Regions from separate parts of the Anas platyrhynchos genome. Here regions 2 and 3 are each linked to region 1. The links are chromatin contacts, called in public Hi-C maps. All regions are on one chromosome and are shown on one strand. Each heading gives the region's core, a stretch centred on a gene start, on an enhancer-like site or on the middle of the called end of the contact. The rest is flanking DNA. Distances are from core to core; before and after follow the strand shown. Region 1 overlaps LOC106017236 (a long non-coding RNA gene). Region 2 overlaps PEPD (peptidase D). Region 3 holds the start of CEBPA (CCAAT enhancer binding protein alpha).

Evidence for each region. A called contact is a pair of places that touch in the nucleus more often than the background predicts.
Region 2: a Hi-C map of skeletal muscle shows a contact between it and region 1, with 6 times the contacts expected there. The contact joins two enhancer-like sites. A contact is called at or near these places in 2 of 8 Hi-C or Micro-C datasets (skeletal muscle and subcutaneous adipose tissue).
Region 3: a contact with region 1 is called in a Hi-C map of subcutaneous adipose tissue, with 2.1 times the contacts expected there. The contact joins the promoter of CEBPA here to the enhancer-like site in region 1. A contact is called at or near these places in 3 of 8 Hi-C or Micro-C datasets (F1 follicle, liver and subcutaneous adipose tissue).

Annotation. Positions count from the first base shown.
Region 1 is chr12:10,853,787-10,857,355 of IASCAAS_PekinDuck_T2T, reverse strand. The region is part of intron 2 of LOC106017236 (a long non-coding RNA gene); the gene reads left to right. Among named protein-coding and RNA genes, the nearest start is that of SLC7A10, 52 kb to the left of the region's middle. Within about 2 kb of position 1,640, at least 2 of the 8 cell types and tissues checked have an H3K27ac peak or open chromatin away from gene starts, as enhancers often do. A contact at or near this core is called in subcutaneous adipose tissue, where this site is marked.
Region 2 is chr12:10,638,714-10,642,282 of IASCAAS_PekinDuck_T2T, reverse strand. All of the region lies in intron 10 of PEPD (peptidase D), which reads right to left. Among named protein-coding and RNA genes, the nearest start is that of CEBPG, 60 kb to the left of the region's middle. Within about 2 kb of position 2,017, at least 1 of the 8 cell types and tissues checked has an H3K27ac peak or open chromatin away from gene starts, as enhancers often do.
Region 3 is chr12:10,714,473-10,718,041 of IASCAAS_PekinDuck_T2T, reverse strand. CEBPA (CCAAT enhancer binding protein alpha) reads right to left here and starts at 1,790. Exons shown (of 1, transcript XM_027466972.3): 1 at 1-1,790. The coding sequence starts at 1,507. The coding sequence ends at 530. LOC106017234 (a long non-coding RNA gene) reads right to left here. Exons shown (of 9, transcript XR_011812333.1): 4 at 2,682-2,864.

The DNA.
Region 1 (3,569 bases), core at 391-2,890:
ACTGTACAGTGGGTTTGTGAGAGAGGTGCTCAGGCAGATCGAAGCTCGGAGATGTTAACAGCTTTGTTAAGGAGTCAGTCCTATCTGAGCAATTGAACTAGAGTAACCTTAGCTTGCTCTCTGTTTATACAGCACCAACACCCCTGGAGACAGCTCTGTGTGTATCTATGAATATCTACTTATAATAGTAATATAAAGTCCAAAGCTTTGGAGTTTGGATAACAAGATTGTTTTTCTTACCAGCTAGTGAGATACAGTAGTGGATAATCTCTCCTATTATGGCATGGATTCCCATGCTTGCTCTTAAAGCTCTTTGGCAATACTGCTCTTAAATGGCTCTGACTACCTAATTGAAGTGTCTGATCTGGAGCGCAGTTGACTCCTCGTAGAAAGAGCAAACTTCTTGTGCGGGTTGATTCCAATTTAAGGAGGTTGGATTGTCCTGTAGATATGTCTCTTTCTTGTCATTGGCTTTTAAACATCTCAATTTTAGAATGGCTCTTTTTGTAGCAAAAGCAGAGATATAGGAGTTGAAAAATCTGGGCTTTAATCCTAATGGTTTCCTGTTTGGACAACTCACTTGCCCTGTGTGCATTTCATTTTGCTTTTTGGTTTTCTGCCTTGTTTTCTCATTTACAAGTAGTGCATGCTTATCTCCAAAGGTTATTGTTCAAAGCCTGAAGAAATTTCAGTTTCTCAGGTGAAAGGTCTTATATAATCTTAAAGGATTATATTTGGGAGTTACTAAAGCCTACAGTTAGGAAAACAAATTTATTTAAACTTTTGTATGTGCATGTTTATATAGCCATTTTAAGCTCTACTTTTAAAACAAAGGGACATCTTAATTCTTTTGCCACTGATTTTACCTGAATCTGATCAAATCCCCAGTGGTGCATGAGCTATGGACACTTACATTTTCATTCTTTTCCTAGTATAATCTCAGTTTTCCGAGCTTCTCTGAACAGCAAACTGAAGTTGTAATTCTCTAAATGGAAATGCTTTGTGTTCCCTTGTGGTCTGGAAACTGTGTGAAAACTGTGCAATATCTTAACCTTTTTGCAAAGGACACTTAGTAAACACACTGGAAACCCTAGTAAAATTTCTTGTTATGATCTGCTCTCTGTCTCCATTGCAGCCTTCGTTCTCGAATTCTCGGCTCAGGCAGTAAGTCCTGCTGTCCTTACGTGCACCCTGGCTGGGCCAAATTCCTACTCACAGCAACAGCCCTTTGCTTGCATAAAGCCTGAGGGACAAAGTGTCAAGGCCATGAGAGAGGGCTGCTTTGCAGTGACTTTTTGTGGATCCTGGCATTTTGTGATTGCAGTTTACACCACTCAGCTCTGCGGATGTGAGTTCTGTGGGGATCCCCTGCACATCCTGAAGTTATACGGCAATTTAGCAGAGGTTTCCGTGTGTTTGGGGTGAGATTATCGTCATTGCTTAGGTGATATGCTGTACCTCCATACACACTCTCCAGTTCTTCAGGAAGCACAGATTTACCTGGACTGAGGCTTCAGGATTATGGAGAAAAAATATAAAAATGCCAAAGAATGCCCAAGCCGTGGTTTAGATCAATGCAATGTACATTACATTTCTGGTCTAATCCAGGAGAGGGTGCTAACTTTCTAGCCATCACAACTGGCACACTGTGCTGGAGGAGGATTTTTCACCGCTGATATCCCATGTCTGACTGATTATTCACATATGCTGTCCCCAAAGGAGAGTCATCTTGGGAGTGCAAAACCACCCTCTCAAAACATTGGTTACCTCTGTTCAGTGCAGTAAATATAATTACATGACATATTCTTGACAGGGGAGTATTTATTGTTAATGTACTTAATTTAAATGCTGTTATGTATTGTTTGCTCTGTTCCCTCACTCTTCTGCCTTTCGCCTATTAAGGAATATTAACAGGGTCTGAATTTAGGTTTCCCCGCTGCAGTAACCCCTGCTCTCCGTGGCATTATGGGCAGCAACACTCCCCACACAGCGCAGCAGCGTGCATGTCAGCAAGCTCCGTGCCTGCAGCTTGCTGCCAGCCTCGGTTAGTGACCAGGCGCAGGGCGAAACGTGTGTGAAGCAAAGCGTGCCCACGGCAGCACCCTGCGTGCGAAGGGAGCAAGGAAGCGGTGTGTGGAGCCCAGCTAGAGGAGCGTGTCCACGCTGCTGGGCCCTCCTGCCCAGTGCCTCCTCACAAACCTCTCCCCGCAAAGCTTCCGCCTGGAAAAGTTGTCGCCTGGGCTGGGGAGATGCAGGACAGAAAAATAACCAAACCCTATTTGCTGAAGTAAGTTAATGAGCTAGAGAGGAGCACAAAAGAAAGAAGGGAGATGGGCTGGGGTGTTTTATGGGCCCACAGAGGGGAAATGTGCAGGCAATTGTGCAGAACATCTGCCCGTGGCCTGTCCTGGTGAATTGTTGGCCCCGGGTGCATGTGGTGTGCTCATGCACCTCCTAGAGCCACATGTCCCCAAAAGATTGGAAAGCATGAGGGTGACCTTTGCTGCCTTGGCCTGTCGGAGCACTCTGCCAGTCGCTGGCACCAACCCCATCTCCACCCTGGCACCCCGGTCCCCTCCCAGGCAAGGAATCCCTGCTGAGTCAGCAATCCCAGGGCGGTCTTCTCTCTTTCCCTCTCTTTTTTTTCTTTTCTCTCCCTCTCTTCCCCCCCTGTTGAACTCTTTCTAATTTTAAGCTGTAATTGTTAAGCAGAAGGCTTTGAAAAACTGCCACGTGTATAACAGAGAAGTGCAGACACCAGCAAGAAAATGGAAAGAAAATTAAAGTTCTGTTTTTGTGTGAGTGTGTTTGGGTTACTTGATGAATTTGATTAATAATAATTAGTTTTAATCTAACCTTGAATTAGTTTTAATCAAACCTTGTGATTTTGGATGCTTGAGGTTGGAGAAAATTTTACTGTGAAGAGTGGCTCTGAGGCACTCCTTTGCTCTCTGCATAGAGCCCAGCATCTCTGAAGGCATAAACAACCAAGGGCAGAGCAGATGGAATCATTTTTCTGTGTTAGATATTTTAATACACAGGAACATAGGAAAATTAATATGGAAAATACAAAATCAATTTGCCACATATTTAATATGAACAGAACATGAAAGTTCAAGAGAAAGGGAAAGAAATTTTTAAGCCTTTAAACATTTGTCATGTTGTTTCTCAATACTCTGTTAGTAAACAAGTAAAACCAAAGGCAAGAGAAATGCTCTACGGCATGTTATCTAGCAAGAAATTGAGATCCAATTTAACAAGCAGTAAATCAACAATGTGGGTTTGAGTATAGTAGGCTCGTGTATTAGCACAGAGCTGTGTATAAGTTGAGTTGATAATATAGGCTCGAGCTGTCTGCAATGAGAAAGTAACACGGGGAGCCATGCTCTTGGTGTCTTGAAATGGCCTGACTTGGGACAGTCAGCTCGAAAACACATCCCACGCCAGTGGAAAATACTCAGTAATACTTTAATAGTCCTCCTGAAAATTGTATCCATGAAGAATGGCCCTTTAAAGCTTAGAAGAGTTAATTGCAGCAAACAGTTTATTGGGCTAATTAACCCACTTTT
Region 2 (3,569 bases), core at 768-3,267, 220 kb after region 1:
CAATAAAACTACTTGCAAGTAAAACTTGTTTTCCTAACATCACTGGTGGGTCACCTAAATAGCTGTGAACCTTTGCAGCAGGAAATATCCTGCTCCACCAAAGATACCCTATTCTTTCCAATGCTTTCATTACAATCAGTGAGCTTAAATCTGAGAGCATTTAAAGAAACAGTCAAATAAATTGAAAGACACAATTTGACGATCCAACCTGTTTCTGCCGAAACTTTTAAAGGTAGTTTTATTTTACAAACAGATGTGAATACACACTGTGAATACAAGGTTAATGGTATTTCTCTCTCAGGTCTGCTGTACTTCATGAGCGTACTTCATGAGCTGGGGACCTGCTGACGCAGCCCAGGGCCTGCGTGGACAGGACTGTACCAGGCAGCAGGGAGATCTTCCTTAAGATCCTGACTTAGGAGGGTATTTCAAAGTGGTAAACATGCCAAGTGCTTCAGAATATACAGTTATATTCAGCATTTTGCAAAGAATGGACCAACTAATCAACAAAAAATGCCATCAAGTGCTAAAAGGTCAGTAAACTTGCCGACAAAAGTTGGTTTAATAAGTGCTGAATTTTCCCTGAGAGAAATTTGTCAGAAGCCATGAAAGACAAAGACCTGCAACTCAGGACATGTGCAGAAAGCCATCTCAGGTAATAGCCGTATCTATTTCAGTGACATCTGGGGTCAGGCTTATTTTCTCACATTTCTGTTATTTAAGCGAGAGCTTCATCATGAAGGATCAATCTTTATTTTAAGATCATAGAAGCATTTTGTATTCGTCAAATGTTGCAGGAGCCCTGCTGATCAATCGCAGTAACACAATCAACTCCTGACATGCCTTCAGCACCGCGGCAATGCCAGGAATCAACAACGGCAGGTGGCACGAACCACGAGGCAGCGAAGTGAATGCAATAAACTATCATTTTCCTGAATGCCTTCTCAGAATCAAAATGTAATGTAGACACTTTCATCTGAGGGTTCCTACAACAAAGCAACGAACCACAAAGGTGAGGACAGATGTTTGTCTGGCCCCACACTTCCCAGGCCGCACCCCACCTGTCCCGATGGCCAGTTTTCTCCTTTCCTCACAGCTATGGTGTGGCTCCACATGGCAACATCTGGCAGGGCAGAAGGAAGGTCCCAACGGGCTTTGTTTCCATCTTCTTTAAGGAAGCAGATTTTCAGAAGATGCTGATTTGTTGAGACTGAAGCTTTTCGCAGAAACTCTGTGGCTTCTACTGAATTTTTCATGAAAGGTACTTCCCAGGGTCAAGTCCTAACTTCCACCTGCTCTCTGAGATCAATCTGAGAAGAGCTGAGACCAGAGACTCCTGCATCCCATGAGGGCTCTCCAACCACTGAACCAATCCCTTCCTCTAGTCTGAACAAACGCAAATAGCTGCAAAAGGAGAGCTTGAGAGAAACTGGCCCAGGAAGCAGGCGTAACACCAGGAACACCACTTGACAGGACCCTAGGTGCTTATTTGCACCAGATTTGTGCATGGCAAGGAGTCAAATCTTCCCGCTAAACTTTGAAAGACCTTTCGTTATCCAAACTGTGTTGGTATGGGCGGTGGGGCTCCGAAAAACACTGAAAAATAGGTTGTGGTTACTTCCCAACTCTGACCCTGATGGAGGCCTCTTGTGAACAGGACAGGAGATTGTAAACTAGAACTGCTTATGGCTCCACTTTCCAAATTACAAAACATAGCCACAGCCTCACCACAGAAACAGCAAGCGTCTTAGCACGCAATGAATAATGCAACACCTTGAGATAATGCAGTAAACCTCAGTCTTGGGCTCGGTTTCTATCTGAGCTGTCACAGGCTTAAGATGACAGAAGAAAATCAGTATTTGTATCTTAGCCTGGCCATGACAGTACTGTAGACATCTGTAATAGTGATTTTTAACATTTTGAGCAGAAGAGTTTATTTAAATGTAATACCAAGTGAACGGGCAGAGTGCACAGCACTGTGATTCACAAGGGTGCTCAGCCTAGCAATTTATCTGCATGACCTCTGACCACGGAGATAATAGATGCTTGCTTAGGAAAAGTGTTTGTTTTAGATCACATTGACCATATTCATTTACATGTCCACTACATAAATGTTATACGACATGAATTATTTATGTAAAACACTGATTTGCCATAATTGCAATATTTACATTTAATATAGGTTCAGTGCTTTGCACATGCCTATTGAATACTGAAACCCTAAAATACGGATTTATATGTCAATTGTAATTCTTCGTGTTAGCTATTTCATTTTTAATATTTAATAGGCTGAAAGTGACAGCCCTGCTTAGCAAGACAGTCCATATTAAAAAGTGCCAGAAATTCTCTTTACAGTCCCTGTCTTGTACTGAGGTCTTCTAGCACAGAAGCTGCACCTATAAAAATGTGGATTATTATGCAATATTGGCAATTTAATTCTATACCAGTTTCTTACAGAAATAAACCCACTTCATGTAGATTAATTATCAAAAATGAAAGTAATAAAATCAGTGTTCTAGATGTGACATTTTTAAAATGAGAGGTCTGAGTAACAGTCTAAAAATAATTTTTAAAAAATTGCAATACACCAAGTATTTTTGCCTATGATCTCTTGTTGATACCAGCAAATCCTTGTAACTAATATTCTTCAAAGAGCAAACAAAGCATGCAGTCAAGGGTTTGAAAGAAGCAAAACATTAGTCTTACAAATCTATTTTTTCTAATATTCAGGTGCTTTGTTGATGTATTTACTGACAGCTACTGCATTGTACTACTTAGCACATAAGAAACCCAAGCTGCACATTTCTGCAAAACTCTTGAATGTTTTTCGTATCAACTAAATCATTTCAAGAAAAAGACTTGAAATTCTACTGAATAATTTAATAAAAAACACACCGAGTACCAAATCTTCTGATTCTATTATTCCATTATTCTATGGAGTTGTTACATTAGATTTATACCCAAATTACTGGCAGAAGCAGAAATAACCCTTTAAACGCTTCTTTTTCACCAAAAGAGAAATTGCTTTTCCTTATGTTCAGGGAAGAGACTAAAACTATCCAACAGAGGGCTCCCAGTAGCTGTTCAAAAGCTTAATTGAGAGTCAAACACATGAACTCTTAACATATACATGCAAATCAGCATGCTGTCATTTTAACAACCTATTCTGTATGCACTATAGGCACGCCTACACCCAAATTGTAAATTTGTAAAAGCACACAGTATAATCACCCAGGAAGTTCCTTGTGATAATTTGTATTCTACTGAAGTAAGTTAGCATGGCTTCTTTAAACTGTGGAAAATCAGTATATTTTTAAATAGTCTTCATAAAAATGCAATTTTTTTTTTTTTTTCAACTTCTTTACATGCACTTGAGAAAAATGCTAATAAAACCATGTGTGGAGCATGGAGCTTCCACATGCCTATGAGGCAAGGCAAGAGGTAGGGGCAGAGACACAGCCTGGGCAGGCGCTTGTGCACTCAGAGAAAGCGCTCCTGAAAGGGACTGGTGGGAAGGGAACAAAACTTACTCAAGACACTTGCTAAGAGCTGGGTCCCAAACTACTCAT
Region 3 (3,569 bases), core at 541-3,040, 140 kb after region 1:
AGCTGTCCCCTGCTGCTCCAAGAGGCGTCGGGCCCTGCTGCCTGTGCTCCCTGCTGCCTGCTCCTCCTCAGCGCCAGCCCCTCCGGCCCTCACCCTGCTTCCTTGCACCCTGCCAGGCTGGGGCACGGAAAGCCCCAGAGCTCCTGCAGCCAGCTTTTAAGGCACATCTGGGATGCTATATGTGCTTTATTACTATTATTATTATTGTTATTTACCCTGTGTAGACACGTGGGCTTTTTATTTCTTTCTTCCCCTCGCCTCTCTCCTTATAAAACCCACCATGTTTTCAGCTTATTCATGTGTCATCCCTAAGGCACAAACCCTTTTAATACTACAGCTGCCTGGCTTCTTTTATTGGTCGTTAATTGTTCAAAAAAAAAAAAAAAAAAGGAAAAAAAAAAGAACTGAACAAAAACAAAAAAACAACCCCCCAACAATCTGAGATCGCTGCGCTCCAGTATATATAATATATATATATATGTATATGTAGGTGAGCGTGGCAGCTCGGCGGCGCCCCGCAGTCCCGGCGCTAGGCGCAGCTGCCCATGGCCTTCACCAGGGAGCTCTCGGGCAGCTGCCTGAAGATGCCTCGCAGAGTCTCCAGCTCCCGGGTGAGCTGCTCCACCCGCTTCCGCAGCCGCTCGTTGTCGGTGGTGAGCTCCAGCACCTTCTGCTGCGTTTCCACGTTGCGCTGCTTGGCCTTGTCCCGGCTCTTGCGCACCGCGATGTTGTTGCGCTCCCGGCGCACCCGGTACTCGTTGCTGTTCTTGTCCACTGTCTTTTTCGATTTGCTCCGGTGGTCCGCGGGCATCATCTTGAGCGCGCCGGCGGCGGGCAGGCCGCCCGGGGGGTGCGGATGGTGCGGGTGGTGCGGGCTGGGCACGGGCGTGGGGGGCGGCGTGGGGTGCCCGGGCTGGAGGTGCATGGTGGTCTGGGCGCAGTGGGCGATCTGGTACTGCAGGTGGGAGGGGTGCTGCTGCGCGGCGTGGTGGGGGTAGAGGGCCGACAGGGCCGCCGACTTGACCTCCTCCTCCTCGCGGGGCTCCTGCTTGATCACCAGCGGCCGCAAGCCCGGCGCGGCGATGCGCTCGTAGAGCGGGTCGAGCTTGCCGTCCATGTAGCTGGCCATGCAGCCGAAGAGCGGCTGCTGGTGGTGCTGCTGCTGGTGCCCCGGCGCCGAGGCGGCGGCGCCGGCCCCATGCATGCTGTGGAAGTCGAAATCCCCGGCCAGGATGGCCTTGGCTTTCTCCTGCTGCTTGCTGTGCTGGAAGAGGTCGGCCAGGAACTCGTCGTTGAAGGCGGCGGGGTCGATGTAGGCGCTGATGTCGATGGAGTTCTCGTTCTCGCAGATGTCGCCGAGCTCCGCGCCGCCCGCAGCAGGTGCCGCCGCCGAGGGAGCCTCTCTGTAGCTGTAGGCGCTGCCGGGCAGGGGAGTCTGGAGCTGGTGGTGCTGGCCGCTGCTCATCGGGGGCCGGGAATCGACCTCGTAGAAGTTGGCTTGCTCCATGAAGCACCTACAGTCTGCCGGGCATGGTGAAGGGCTCCTGCAATCCAGGTTTCGGACGGGGCGGCGGCGGCGGCTCTGCCAAGCCCGCGGCACCCCGCGGTCCCCCGGCGGCGAGCGGCACGGCTCGGCACGGCTCGGCTCGGCACGACTCAGCTCAGCTCAGCTCGGCGCGGCGCGGCACGGCGCGGCTCGGCGCGCCCGGAGCCCGTCCCCCGCCCCAGCCCGGCCGAGCCCCGCTCGCAGCCTGCCTGCCCTGTTGCTAGTGGCTTGCCTGCGTCCTGTGAGCCGTATATATACACCCCCGCAGCAGGGCCGGGGATCGCCCTCTAGTGTCCACCTCCTGCCGGGAACCTTTGACCACCGCGCAGCCGGGTCTTAGCGCCCCGGCCGGGCACAGCCGCCCGCCCCCGGCAGCCGCCCCGAGCTCGGCGGGCTCCTGGCGCTGGGCTGCGCCCCCGGGGGCAGGGGGGGTCCCGAGCTGCCCGAAGCCTCCCGGGGATGTGCGGGGAGCGGGGCCGTCGCCCCCTGCGTGCCCGGGGCCGGTCGGCGCCCTCCCACCGGCGGCGCCGCGGGGAAAGTCTCAAAGTTCAGCACAGCCCGCTAGTGCTCGCAAATATTTGTTCAGACGGGGGGAGACGGGAGGGGAGCCCCGCCGGGTTTGCCGCAGGACCGACGGCGCTTTTCCAGCCGAGGGGCTCTGTGCCCGGAGAGCCCCATCCTGCCGCACCTGCGGAGCGCGGCTGGCCTGGCCCGGCCCGGCCCGGCCCGGCTCGGCAGAAGCGGGGACCCGCAGAGCCCGGCCCCGAGCGGCGCTAGGACCCGGCCGCGGAGCGCTCGGGGCGGGGGGCGGCGGGGGCTGCCCGGCTCGGCTCGGCACGACTCGACCCGGGCCGCTGGGGCCGCTCCGGCGGCTGCCCCTGGCCGCAGTCCGGCACGATGCGGGGTGGGCGCGTGGCTCTGTCCCACTCCCGGTCCCGCAGCGCGAACGGAGCAGCTCCGTGTAGCTGCAGCCTGCGCGCAGCGCGGCACGGCTCCCGGAGCTTACCCGGGATAAACCCGGGGCGCAGCGCGGCGGCAGCAGCCAGGTGGCCCGGGAGCAGGCGATGCTCCGGCGGGCTGCGGCGCCCCGAGGCTCCCGGCCGCCCACCCTCCGTCCAGGGCCGCACGGACCTACCTGCTCCTGGGCGCAGCCTTCCGAGGAGCCCGGTGTGCAGCCTCAGCTCGGCAGGGGTGCGGATGCCCGGGATTTCCTCTCGTCGCCATCCTGCAGCCCGCAGACGAGGCGTATCGGGGCTCCCTCGCCTACCTCCTCGCGTCGGGAAGCTCCCCGGCACTTAGCTCTGGTGGTCCGGGTCACCTGGAAAGAGGCAGAGAGAAAAGATGTGTCAAGGCTGCTAGAGCAGCTGCAGGTAACTGCTAGAGGAAGATCTGCAGAGAAGAGTTCAAACGTAGCGGTGGCTGGAAAAAAAAATGCTGTATTTTTTAGTCCTAGGTGTCCTAATAACCCAAAAACTTGTGACAGCAAGTTGCTTGCTCAGAAAGGGTTTGACAGATTCCTCACAACTAACAGTAATTGACAAAATTTTAATCAGGAAACAACATTACAATGTACCAAGAACCCATTTTTTTGTATCACACAGTACACCTGTGACCCTCTGTTTCATGAGCAGAAGGAAGGCAGCAGTCAGCTGGCTTTCTGACCACAGAATATACCTTTCAGCAACAATAGAAAACAATTAAAATCCTAAATTCATTTTACATATGGTGAGTATCTTCTGAAATTACATTTCAACACATAAGCAGTGGCTAGAAAGGCCACTGTCTGAACAAGCAAAACACCTGTAAGAACTCTGAGAAAAGTCACGATACAGAGGAAAAGCCTCAAGTCTGTGACAGAAACAAGTTTTGGATGCTTCAGCGTGGGGAGTGACACATCCCTAGCTGCATCTGGCTGGCTGAATTCTGCGGGTGCTACCCCATTAAACCCCTTCACAGAAAAGGGACAAATCCAGAGCTTGACTTTTTGCCTACTGGGAGGAATGTCACTGGGAGCAGCAGTGGT